Linked DNA regions of Sus scrofa: regions 2 and 3 are each linked to region 1. Evidence: chromatin contacts called from public HiChIP or PLAC-seq data. All regions are on one chromosome and are shown on one strand. The core of a region is the stretch at or near the end of the contact, and the rest is flanking DNA. Distances in the headings are between cores, read along the strand shown.

What was found. HiChIP or PLAC-seq counts read pairs in DNA pulled down with a chosen protein or histone mark.
Region 2: an H3K27ac HiChIP or PLAC-seq map of alveolar macrophages shows a contact between it and region 1. The contact joins two enhancer-like sites. A contact is called at or near these places in 1 of 5 promoter capture datasets (liver), 20 of 47 Hi-C or Micro-C datasets (alveolar macrophages, embryonic fibroblasts, fetal heart ventricle and 11 more) and 2 of 2 datasets of contacts at active chromatin or transcription factors (alveolar macrophages and skeletal muscle).
Region 3: an H3K27ac HiChIP or PLAC-seq map of alveolar macrophages shows a contact between it and region 1. The contact joins two enhancer-like sites. A contact is called at or near these places in 1 of 47 Hi-C or Micro-C datasets (embryonic fibroblasts) and 1 of 2 datasets of contacts at active chromatin or transcription factors (alveolar macrophages).

What each region holds. Positions count from the first base shown.
Region 1 is chr8:29,504,286-29,508,411 of Sscrofa11.1, reverse strand. TBC1D1 (TBC1 domain family member 1) reads right to left here. Exons shown (of 22, transcript XM_021101100.1): 9 at 1,999-2,127; 10 at 506-592. Among named protein-coding and RNA genes, the nearest start is that of MIR9840, 43 kb to the left of the region's middle. Within about 2 kb of position 2,426, at least 2 of the 83 cell types and tissues checked have an H3K27ac peak or open chromatin away from gene starts, as enhancers often do. A contact at or near this core is called in alveolar macrophages, where this site is marked.
Region 2 is chr8:29,121,360-29,125,485 of Sscrofa11.1, reverse strand. The region is part of intron 6 of RELL1 (RELT-like protein 1); the gene reads left to right. Among named protein-coding and RNA genes, the nearest start is that of RELL1, 67 kb to the left of the region's middle. Within about 2 kb of position 1,880, at least 10 of the 83 cell types and tissues checked have an H3K27ac peak or open chromatin away from gene starts, as enhancers often do. A contact at or near this core is called in alveolar macrophages, where this site is marked.
Region 3 is chr8:29,242,722-29,246,847 of Sscrofa11.1, reverse strand. No RefSeq gene overlaps it. Among named protein-coding and RNA genes, the nearest start is that of RELL1, 54 kb to the right of the region's middle. Within about 2 kb of position 2,222, at least 10 of the 83 cell types and tissues checked have an H3K27ac peak or open chromatin away from gene starts, as enhancers often do. A contact at or near this core is called in alveolar macrophages, where this site is marked.

The DNA.
Region 1 (4,126 bases), core at 1,177-3,676:
GCTGGCTTGCTCATTATCACAAAGCTATGCTTCGTGGCAGACGTGAGGGGTGAGGCTTGGCTATTTATTTATAAAACAGTGATGTTTAATTATAATCACAGAGCCAACCAGAGAATAAAGCTAGTTTCAGGAGTGTGAGCTGCACACTGCTCAGAACTCACAAACCCACTTTTGAGGTGGTCACAATTTGAATTATTCTTAATATTTCACTTAGATTTCATTGCAAAATCCACTTCAAAAAATCCACTGATGGTTTTGTGATGACTTAGGTCTCAGCATCTTAGAGCATGACCATCTGCCTGGGAGGACACGATTTTGTTGTTGGAGCAGAACTGCACACCCAGCCCTCCCTCCACCTGCACCATGAAGTCCGGAAGCACCAAACTTCTCGCAGCTGCAGGTTAGGAGAGCTCTGCTGTCCTCTGATAGGCCCTGTACCTAGGAGATGAGTAAGACCCATTTGCTGGTTTCTGCAGGGTTGTCAGATAAAGAGAAATGTGCTTACTTTGCTGGTGCTACTTAATGTGCTAGACACGGAGCTGTCCAGATCCAGGCTGGTGGAGTGCTCCTGGAGGCCTCTGGCTTTATTACCCTACGAAAGAAAAGCAGTCGAGTTATGACCCCTGAGGCGTTTGCAAAGGCATCCGCTAGAAGCAGTCTGGTCTATTTCAATAAGCTCAGGAAAAATGCATCTACTGAGAAACGCTGCTGCACACATATGAGACAATCAACGTTCCCGACTTTTTTCTATTTTTTAAACCAACCTAAATGCTCCAAAGCACCTGGTGGGCTCATCATTTGGCAGGGATGGTGGGCAAGGGAAGAGACAACGCGTCTCCAAAGCAAAGTAAGTGCCGGAGGGCATGCGCTCCACAACCCTCGCCTCCAGCCCGCCACACGCCAACCCCAAGCTCTCCGTCTGGGAGACAGAGGCAGCCCCACCCCAGCGCCAGTTCTGTAAATGAACTGTCTTTAATTATCTGTAAGGATGCTGTAAGACTCTCAGAAACATCTTCACACAAAATAAAATTTAACTTTCACCAAAAAAATAAAGCTTGTTTCAAATGAAGTAGTTCATGAAATAAAAAAGAAATAAAAGAAGATATTGTAAACTCTTGAAAGGTGTGGAACTTTGAGAGAAAATCAAACATCTACTTCTTAGAAGTGCCATCGTCAGGGGTGTTTACACTCATGGGAGGGGGGAGTAGGTAAGTAGGGGGTGATAGGAATTTCTTTAAGAACTTCCAGATTGGTACAGATGCACATTTTATTTTTCCTGTAGAGCTGCAGGCCACAAACTTCTTCTGTAAAGGGCCAGATAATAAACCTCTTACGCTCTGTGGGCCAACTACTTGACTCTGTAGAAAAGCAGCCTTAGACAAAAGGCGAATGAACTGATGTGACTGTGTTCTAACAAAACTTTATTTACAAAAACAAAAAGTGACTGGTATCTGGCCCAAGAGCCACAGTTTGCAGATCCTGCTACAGGCAATTTGAGACACCAGCAACAGAAGCTGAGAACAACAATTTTTAAGCTGTACCTAGTGACACCAGGGAGAATGGAACCCACACTTTGATGTATCTGATCCATGCTCTTTATAGGGGCTGCCCCACAAACAACATTCTTTTGGGAAACTCCATGGGATATAATACAACACAAAAGAGTGATTATTTTTTTGGCCATGCCCTTGGCATGCAGAGGTTCCCAGGCCAGGGATCAAACCTGTGCCAGAGCAGCAACCCGAGCTACAGCAGTAATAACGCCAGCTCCTTTAGTCTCGAAGCCACCAGGGAACTCCAATAATGATTTTTAAAAACCCAGACCAAGGTAAAAACTGAACTTTAAAGGGAACAATTTTCTAAGACTAAGAAGACATTAAAAAGGTTTTACCCTCCTATACTTTACAATGAACCCTGTTGGAGTAAAAGCAAAGAACTGAATCTCATGTTCTCTCAAAACGTGAGTCAACTTAAATTAGGACGAATCATACCACTTACCCGGGACAAAATACTTTCTAAAGACTCCGTTAAAGATCTCTTTGCTTTGTTTTTCAGCATATCTAGTCTAAACCGAGTGGCACTGGGTGGTAACTCGCTTCCAATATTCTCCGCTGCAATCTGTGATGCCTAAAAAGTGGAACAATGGAAAGTTAAGTCACATAGGCCTCCTTCCTTTTTAAAGGACTGAAAAACCTCTAGGATGCATCTTCTTGACCCCAGGTCATATTCTTTCTGTGACTTCTTCTCAGCTGCTCCTTGGCAACAGGACTGCAAGTCTAAGAAATACATTTGCCTCAAAGACCGACTCTGTCTCCTCCAAAAGAAATGAAGAAATGTGCTTAGAAACCAATCCGTTAACAAAGCAGTTTAGAGCTCGGGCTCTGTGGCTGGATCAGAGACAGTCACTCACTAGCCGCGGCCTTGTGCAAGCTGCTTTCTCTGAGCCACAACTTCCTCTCCTGTGAACTGAGACCGACCTCAAGATGTAAGAACAGTGCTGTGGGGTGAGCATAGCAGGTAAAGCATCTAAAAGCATCAGGCACAGCTTGTGGTACAAAGGCAACTACCATTAGCTTTTCAAAGGAAAGGAACAACACACTCTGGGTTCCCAGTTCAGAACCCACCATCCAGGGGTGTCACAACCCATCCACCGGCAGCCTTTTCACAATAACCAGCACCTGGAAATAGCATAGGTGTCCGTCACAAGGGGAATGGAGAAATCAACCATACTTGTGACACAATGGAATGAAAAGGAACATATTAATGATTTATGCAACAACAAGGATGAATATCAAAAACATTCTGCTAAGTGAAAGAAGCCTGAACCAAAAGAGAAGATACTGTATGATTCTACTTATAAAAAGTTCCCAAACAGGCAAAACGAATCTATGGTGGGAAAAAAAAAAAAAAACAGTGGTTGCCTGGGGGAGGGAGGGAGTGAGGACTGCTGTGGGGGTACCTGCGGGCATGATGGAGATGTCCTGTATCTTGACAGGGATGTGGGCTACCTGAATGTACAAAATCCTCCAAACTCAACAAATGGTACGCTCGAGATCTGTGCAGCTTACTATGTGTAAATCTTATCTCCAAAAAATTGTAAACAAATACTAAATTCTAGGTATTGATACACATACTAAAGGGTTCAGGGATCAAGAAGACTAGTACATGGAGTTCTCGTCGTGGCTCAGTGGTTAACAAATCCGACTAGGAACCATGAGGTTGCAGGTTTGATCCCTGGCCTTGCTCAGTGGGTTAAGGATCCGGCGTTGCCGAGAGCTGTGGTGTAGGTTGCAGACGCGGCTCGGATCCTGCATCGCTGTGGCTCTGGCGAAGGCCAGCAGCTACAGCTCCGATCAGACCCCTAGCCTGGGAACCTCCATAGGCCGTGGGTGCAGCCCTAGAAAATGCAAAAAAAAAAAAGAAGAATGCTAGTACAGAAACTTACCTTGAAAGGCATCAAAATAAGGATACACACACAGGAAAGCAAACATAACAAAATGTTAAAAATGGTTTCCTCCACTTGGGCATCTATCCGGACAAAACTCTACTTAAAAGAGACACATGCACCCGCGTGTTCACTGCAGCACTATTCACAATAGCCAGGACATGGAAACAACCCAAATGTCCATCGACAGATGATTGGATTCAGAAGATGTGGTATATATACACAATGGAATACTACTCAGCCATAAAAAGGGTGACATAATGCCATTTGCAGCAACATGGATGGAACTAGAGAATCTCATCCTGAGTGAAATGAGCCAGAAAGACAAAGGCAAATACCATATGATATCACTTATAACTGGAATCTAATATCCAGCACAAATGAACATCTCCTCAGAAAAGAAAATCATGGACTTGGAGAAAAGATTTGTGGCTGCCTGATGGGAGTGGGAGGGATCGGGAGCTTGGGCTTATCAGACACAACTTAGAATAGATTTACAAGGAGATCCTGCTGAGTAGCATTGAGAACTTTGTCTAGATACTCATGTTGCAACAGAACAAAGGGTGGGGGAAAAAATGTAATTGTAATGTATACATGTAAGGATAACCTAACCCCCTTGATGTACAGTGGGAAAATAAAAAAATTTATTAAAAAATAAATAAATAAATAAAAAATAAATAT
Region 2 (4,126 bases), core at 631-3,130, 380 kb after region 1:
CTGAGTGGGGGTGTCTGAGGGTCTTCCAGATGGAACTGCCTGGGGTGGAATCTGCTTTCCCATATTAACTCTGTGGTCTTGGGCAGGCTATTGAACCTGCAAGCCTCAGTTTCCTGTCTTTGACTCAGGGGGTTATTGGAAAGATGAGTTACTGCATCTGGAGCGCTTGGCACGGCAGTGCCTGGTACGTGGAAGGCACTCTGCAAATGTCAGCCACTCTCGTGATGAATCAGATGGTCTTTTTCTTCCTTAACCCCCTGTTCTTTGAGGTCTTGGTGTGAACGGTCCATCATCTGTTTAGGCTTCTAGTTTCTTAAAACATGGCTCTAATTTTTAAAGGGACCAGATGCTTTTTAACAAGGCACGCATATGTCCTAATCAAAGCTGTATTGTGGCTTCTGTGCAACCTTAACATAATAATGGAGTTAGAGCTTTGTCTTTATCATTAGAATGGCATTGTAAGCCATAAACTCTAGAGAGGAAGAGGATCTCTTCCTTCCAGACAATTTTTTTCCGAGGTTCTTCATTTCTCTCCATCAGTCTTGTTTTATGATGAAATGGTCACACTTGGGATTTCTTTTCTTCTTCTTCTTCTTTTATGTAATTAGAGTGCTTTTGAAAAATTGAAGGAGAGTTGATTTACAGAGTTGTATTTCTGGGGCACAGCAAAGAGATTCCATTCTTTTTAAAAATATTCTTTTCTATTATGATTTATCATAGGCTATTGAATCTAGTTTCTTGCACTAAACAGTAGAACCTTGTTGTTTATTCATCCTATAAGTAATAGCTTACATCTGCTAAACCCCAGCCTCCCACCCTATCCCTCCCCCAAGCCTCCGCACTTCCCCTGGGCAACCTCAAGTCTGTGTTCTCTATGTCTGTGAGTCTGTTTCATAAATAGGTTCATTTGTGTCATATTTTAGATTCCACATAAAACACTTGGGATTTCTGAGTTGTCTTTTCAATGTAAGGAAGTTTGGCTTCACTTCCCCCAGCCTGAGCACTCACTAGTGTAAGACAATAATCACCAAATTCTCCCCCTACCCTCACCCCCTAAAAAGATAGGTCAGCGTTATTAAATGTGGGGGGGCCCTATGGCAATGAGAACTGGAGAATAATTCGTTTTCTCCCCCTCTGGTCCATTGCTGCTAGATTTCTCTAGCATCTATGCCAGCTCCCTCCTGTTTTCTGACTGCTGTTTGCCCATACAGAAGGCACCATTTAGCATTAAAAGCTGTGGTAAAGAAATACTATTTTACAGCATGTGTTTGGTTGTGACTATGGTCATACTCACAGCAATAGAATGGAAGGAGAAGAAATTTAACAATGTCGAATGTACCATGACACAGTTCCGGAAACAAGGCTACCACTGGAAATTTACAGGCGTACAGAATGTGGTATCTTCTTTCCTCTTGGTTGTCACCCCAGTAAGATAGGTATTTACCTGGAAATAGATAGTTGCTGTGCTGGTCAAGTGCTCCCTGTTGTTAAGGGTGTGTTTGTGAAGAGCAAGAGCCCAGAGCTGTGAATCAGAGCTGGGGAGCTTTCGACAGAGCCCGAGAAAGGTTAACTTTCCTTTTTCTGCCTCGTGTCTGGTGTGAGCGATCCAGACTTGAAGCAGCTGTTTGTATCTGTCCCTTCCGCTTTCAAAGACACTGTGCACAGTGCAGTTTTAATTAGCCAAGGAAGGCCGTACAAAGAAAGCCAGTGTGATTGGATGATGGTCATGAAAACAATAGCTAACTTGGAGAAGGGTCTGGTATTAAGCACTGCACATACATCATCTTATGCAAAACCCCCAACGACCTTAGGAGGGAACTCTGTAGGGAGGCCGAGGCTTCACAGCTAGTCAGAGGGTGTGGATGTGGGGACAGGCCAATATCTCCGGATCCCTCCTTCGTAACCCAGCCCTCTGTCCTTCCTGCCCACTCCTGACCAGTGGTCAAACTTGTGCAAAGAACACTGGGAATTTCTACTGCGTTGGAATGAAGAGTCTGACTGTGATGAAAGACCCCAGTCTGGGCCTGACATCCTTTGCTCTTGACCTTCTTGTTTTCCTTGATACAAAAAAAGTCCAGGTCTAAGAGAGCAGGTGATAAAAAGAGAGAGAGAGAGAGAAAGACATAAAAATAGTTGAATACCTATTTTCTAGATAATGGCCTAGTTTGAAGTATTACTGGGAAAAGTCTCTCATCTTTTTAAACTTTTTTTTTTCTTTTAGGACAATTTGTCTATTTTTCCAGCTCTGGCCTTTCTACTTTTTTCCCTGATAGTGTCTTCCACATTAATCAACCCAGTATTCAAATGAACTTATTCCCACATTTGAGTTTGTTTGGTTTTTATGGTCCAAATTCATGGTTTAGCCGTGTAAGGTTGTGGCAATGCAGTACAGGGACTTAGTTATTCATTTATAATTAAGAACTTGGTTCATGCTGTTTTTTATTTTATTTTATGCGTTTTTTTTTTTTTTTTTTTTTTTTTAGGGCTGCAGGTGCAGCATATGGAAGTTCTCAGGCTAGCAGTCCAATCGGAGCTGTTGCTGCCGGCCTACACCACACCCACAGCAACACCAGATCTGAGCCACGTCTGTGACCTACACCACAGCTCAATCCCGGATCCTTAACCCACTGAGCAAGGCCAGGGATCAAACCCACATCCTCATGGATCCTTGTCCGGTTTGTTGCCACTGAGCTCTGCAGTGGAGCCATGACTGGTTCATGCTATTTTAGAGGGCAGCTCCTTTTCAGCTAAAGGGGAAAGCATCCTTTACCCACACATTTAGTTTGGGAAATCTCTCTCCCTCCTTCACACACACACACACACACACACACCCATTGTGAGTATTATAACTGTCAGCAGCAGTAAAGGATAACATGGATAATGTTAGACTACATATCCTGAAGGATGAGATATTTGTAAAGGATGTACTTGTCTGTAAAATAAGTACTTATTTGAATAATAAGTACAAAGTAATACTCCAATAAAGACATCCTATTGATTTTTTGCTATTTCTTCATATTTCTGCAAGTTGGTTTCATCTCTCTTTAGTGTTCATAGGCAAACACAGTCTGGGGAAACAAGAGAAGGTTTTCTTCCTTAACGGGGGTAGGTCGGCCTGCGTGGTGTGTATGCTGCAGTCTACACAGGCTGATGTAGCATTTCGCTCCTGTTCCGGGTCTTCAGAAGAGGAAAGTTAAAGGACACGTAACTGACTGTCATCTAGATGAGACCATTGTGAACCACACCACAAACCTTTGAAAAGTAGAAAACTATTTGCCGGGTTTACGAGGGGCTTCCTTTGTGATGTAAATATGGACATGGACACAGACCTGTGAGTGGTTAGAAGAGCTTAAAAATACACTGCAGAGGAGTTCCCGCTGTGGCGCAGGCAGTTTGTTGGTTAATGAATCCGACTAGGAACCATGAGGTGGCGGGTTCAATCCCTGGCCTTGCTCAGTGGGTTAAGGATCCGGCATTGCCGTGAGCTGTGCTGTAGGTCACAGACATGGCTCGGATCCCGCATTGCTGTGGCTCTGGTGTAGGCCGGCAGCAACAGCTCCGATTGGACCCCTAGCCTGGGAACCTCCATATGCCACAGGTACGTCCCTAGAAAAGGCAAAAAAAAAAAAAAAAAAAAAATTCACTGCAGAGCCTTCCAAGGTACAGTGAAGACCTAAGATTGCAGAGGCATCCTTCTTGCCCCGAGAAGTCCCAATCTCGCTGCCCCGTTCGCTCAGTGGAGATGCAGAGTTAGTGCAGTTTGGTGTGGCTTGGGAAAGACACCTTACCTGGCACCTACAAGGTGCCCTGTACTAAACACATTCATCCCATTGCTCCTTGCTTGACAGGATGTAGCTGAAGAGTTCAAGATCAGGTTCCCAAGCAGAAGTGGTACAGGTCTCTCAGGGAGGATCCCCTCCTGTCACCCCAGGAACTGCTGTTAACACAGACCGACCCCCTCTGTCTGCTGTGGTTCTCAAGTTCTGTTCTCTCTTGCTTTATAAAACCCTGATAAAAAGAGGTCCTTTGGAAATTGTGGCCGTTAGATTTCCTTAGACTGAATGCTAAGAAGAAATGTGTCATGGGGGAAGGAATGCAGGGGGCTGGTTATGTGCTGTGGTGAGGA
Region 3 (4,126 bases), core at 973-3,472, 260 kb after region 1:
TTCATATCTGGTAAGAGAGTATTTGACCCTATGCGGTCAAACTAGAGCTGTCATGGTGCTTATTCAACTCAGCAGAAGGGTGGTAACATGTGCCAAAATATGTTGCATCTTCTCAGGTTTCTGTATAATGTGGGTGTCCTACTTTGGAATGTCATCTATGTCATCTTTTCCTTCAATTCTTGACCTGGGTCCTAAGGATCATTATCTGCTGAACTTGGATGCAAGGCCTCATTTTTTCTTTCAATGAATGACCTTTTAGTTATGGTTTTATAGTTAAACAAGCCTGCTCGTTCTGATGGCTTTCTTATTTCTTTCTTTCTTTTTCTTTTTTTTTTTTTTTTTTGGTCTTTTTGCCTTTTCTAGGGCTGCTCACATGGCATATGGAGGTTCCCAAGCTAGGGGGTCTAATCCGGCTGATCCTGTGCCACAGCCACAGCAACTCGGGATCCGAGCCGAGTCTGCAACCTACACCACAGCTCACAGCAACACCGCATCCTTAGCCCACTGAGCAAGGCCAGGGATCAAACCTGCAACCTCGTGGTTCCTAGTCGGATTCATTAACCACTGAGCCATGACAGGACCTCCCTGATGGCTTTCATGAGTGATTATTATAGTGGTCTCCCAAAGTTCCCTAGATTTCCCTATTTGTGGTCCCCTACTGGGACTTCTGCCACTCCCTGTATAACTATCCTACTCTATCCCTATCAGAAACAGATAAAACAAAACAATACAGGATGCTCCTTTGTTCTAAAAATGTGAGGAACTACGCACTCAATTGTACTTCACTCATGCCTTCATTCACCTACTCAGTAAATGTTGGTTGCCTCCTTACTCTGTTTTACTCAGTGTATTTGCCAGGGTAAAGGTTAAGCAGTTACAGCAAATAAATTAAAAAAAAATGTAGTGGTTTCAGAAAGAAGGAAGTTTCTGCTCTTTGCAGTCACAGTGTTGGCAGTTGGGGCCAGGGGGACAGCTCGGCTACACATGGTTGCTGGGCCATCTGTTACTCCTCTATCCTGCAGACTCTGCCCCCATGGCATGTGTGGCTTGTACCAGTGTTTAGAGGAGGCCTCACTCCCCCTTTCCACACGAGGGAAACTGTTTTGACAGAGTATTTACACCCTAGTTTGACAAACTGCGAACATGTTGAACTTAAGAGATGTCATAAAAACGTTTTCATGAAATTTGTTAGTGCATATGTTGTTTTTCAGTTATGTTTAAAAAACAACGGGAAACGTGTTTGTACATGAAAAGCCAGCCGTATAAACAAGTTGTTTGCGTTGGAGAGAAAGCAGTGGAAGTGATGGCAGTACCTGCGCCAATGCTCCTGTAACTCTGGCTGATCCAGTGCTGCTCTCTGGAGAACTGGGTTTTGCAGAATGTGGTGCACAGTTTGGAGGAGAGTCCAACCCCCTCTACAGACATGAGAAAGATGTCTTGGTAGCAGAGGTCACTGACATATGGCCTGGGGGTCAGCAGGAAGGAGGCAGAGAAAGATTGGCCAGATTAATATGGTTGTGCATGCCCATCCCCCACCCCTCCCCCCACCCCTCTCCCTGTTTGCCTATTGAAGGAAATAAATGTAAATGTTGCATTAATCACAGGGGTGTGTGTGTGTGTGTGTGTGTGTGTGTGTGTGTGTGTGTGTGATCAGCAGCTTTTTTTTTTTTTTTTTTTTGTCTTTTTGCCATTTCTTTGGGCTGCTACCGCGGCATATGGAGGTTCCCAGGCTAGGGGTCGAATCGGAGCTGTAGCCACTGGCCTATGCCAGAGCCACAGCAACGCGGGATCCAAGCCGTGTCTGCAACCTACACCACAGCTCACGGCAACGCCGGATTGTTAACCCACTGAGCAAGGGCAGGGACCGAACCCTCAACCTTATGGTGCCTAGTTGGATTCGTTAACCACTGCGCCACGACGGGAACTCCCAGCAGCTTTTTTATATTGGCTACTGCTTTGACAACCTCAACTTCTGAGTCTTATCTTAGGGAGGGGCACGCTTTTCTCAATTAACACGCAGAGTGAAAGAGCCCTCTTCTGTATAGTCAAAGCTGAGTCTAAAAGAAGATTCAGCTTCTAGGAAGGGAGAAAGAAATAATCCAAGACTGCGATTTCCTCTAAACAAAAGAGGTAGCTGTGGCCCACTCCCCCTGCACTGATGACAATGTGGTCACGGGACCATACCAAGCTGCAAGGGGTGCTGGGAAATGCAGCCTCCAGCTGGCACTCCTGCTACAGAACTGAAACTTTGTTACACGGCAGGAAGTAAGAAAGGATTCTGGTGGAGCAATCCCTCATTGTGGCATGGATTTAGGGCTCCACCAAAATACTTTCTCATTTTCTCCCACCTTTTGCCAGCAATGTCGTTACGTTTTAACATTTCCATTAAGCACAGTGAGACAGCTCACACAGAGCAGAATCTCCATGCCTCTCCTCCTGGCTCCCAGAGGCCATTGCTCTATCACTATGGAGCAAGTCCAGTCCTGCCTTTACCCTCCTTCTTCCTTGATGCACTACTCATTGTTGCCAGGAAATCAAACATTGTTGCTATGGGTTTCCAACTTGCTAGTTGGCCCCAAGTGCTGCACATGCTGAAAATGAGCACACATCATTGACTGATGAGACATTAGGAAACCATCAGTTCTAGCACACGTGTCACTCAGATCTCAATGGTAGGTAATAATGATAAGTACCATACACCAGTGCCCACTATAATCAAGACTTTGCGTCTGGTGCTCTACATACATTTTCTTTAATCTCTTAAACTGTGTTTCTAGGCAGTTTCTGGGATTATTTCCCGAAATCCTTGTTCCTCACTCTGGAAGGAACAGGAACTATACTAGTCATCTTAGATTAATCATTATTTACCCCTGGAGCTAAAGAGAGACGCACATAACGTATGAGTGTTCAGCATTACAGAACATCAGGGCTCAGATAGCTAGGTAAAATTTTTTGGGGACCCAACTTCGACGTGTGTGGCAAGGTTCTTTTTTCTCTACACCATCAAGCAATTCTCAGACACCAGCTGGGGGTCCTAAAATTCAACTCACTTCTGAACTATTGACCCAGAGATGGTGTCTACAGGTTAAGGGTTCAGTCCTACATGACCACCCCTTCCACCTCTACCTCAGATGCCAGTTGCAAGCTCAGGTTGTCACCTGTGCTTTTGACCTAGTAGTTACAGATTGGAGGTTCTAAGGACCCCTTCCTTGGGTTCGATTAATTTGCGTAGTAGTTAGGCTGTCTTTGGGTCTGGGTCAAGTCCTCTGCCAACCCGTGCACAGACTTTGCTCAATTTGTGATAAGCTTCCCCCTCTGGTTAGCTGCAGCCTCATGGATACACTTGGCTGCTAGAAGGCAGGTCTGTGTGATGTAGCCAGGGTCAGGGCCTTGGTTTATGAGCAGAACTCTAGCTGAATCTCACCCTGCAACCCCCCGCTCCTGGATGGACCAGGTACCTTTGTGTGGTGCTCGAGCTGTGCAGCCACACACAGCAAGCAGCTCTGCCGGGGGCCATACATTCGTCTCTGGTTCCCAGTTACCTAGTACAGGGCCTGGGCATGACCTTGAGAGTCACTTAACTTTTGTCAGACTTATTTCCTCATCTGTAATATAGTGGTTTTTAATAAGATATTGTCATAGGACTTTTCTGATAATCGAATGGACAGAACATGCAAAGCAAGGGCTCTGTGGTCAGGTTGACTTGAGTCCAAATCCTAACTTCGTTTTAATAAGGGGTGTGGCTTTGGGAAGGTTACTAAATCTTCTGAACCTCTTTCTCATCTGGGGATAACAACAGTGCTTACCTCATGGGGTTAATAAGAAGATTCAATGAGAAAATATATCTGTAATACAAAACCTTGCATTCAATCAATTTTAGTTATTATTACTACTAATAATTTTTATGTATAGCCCCAATGTAGTTCCTGAATATACTAAATGATAAAAAAACCCAAAACTATCAGCTGATAAATAAATGGAGGTGGAACTAGCTGAAGCTGGTTGGTCACGTCTGAGGGAGCAGATTTAGTTTTATCCCCAAGGACTACCTTTGGTAACTATCCCACCCTACTCCCTGGGGGCCTGGAGTAACCAGGGGTGACTTGGGTACCTATACTAGCCAATC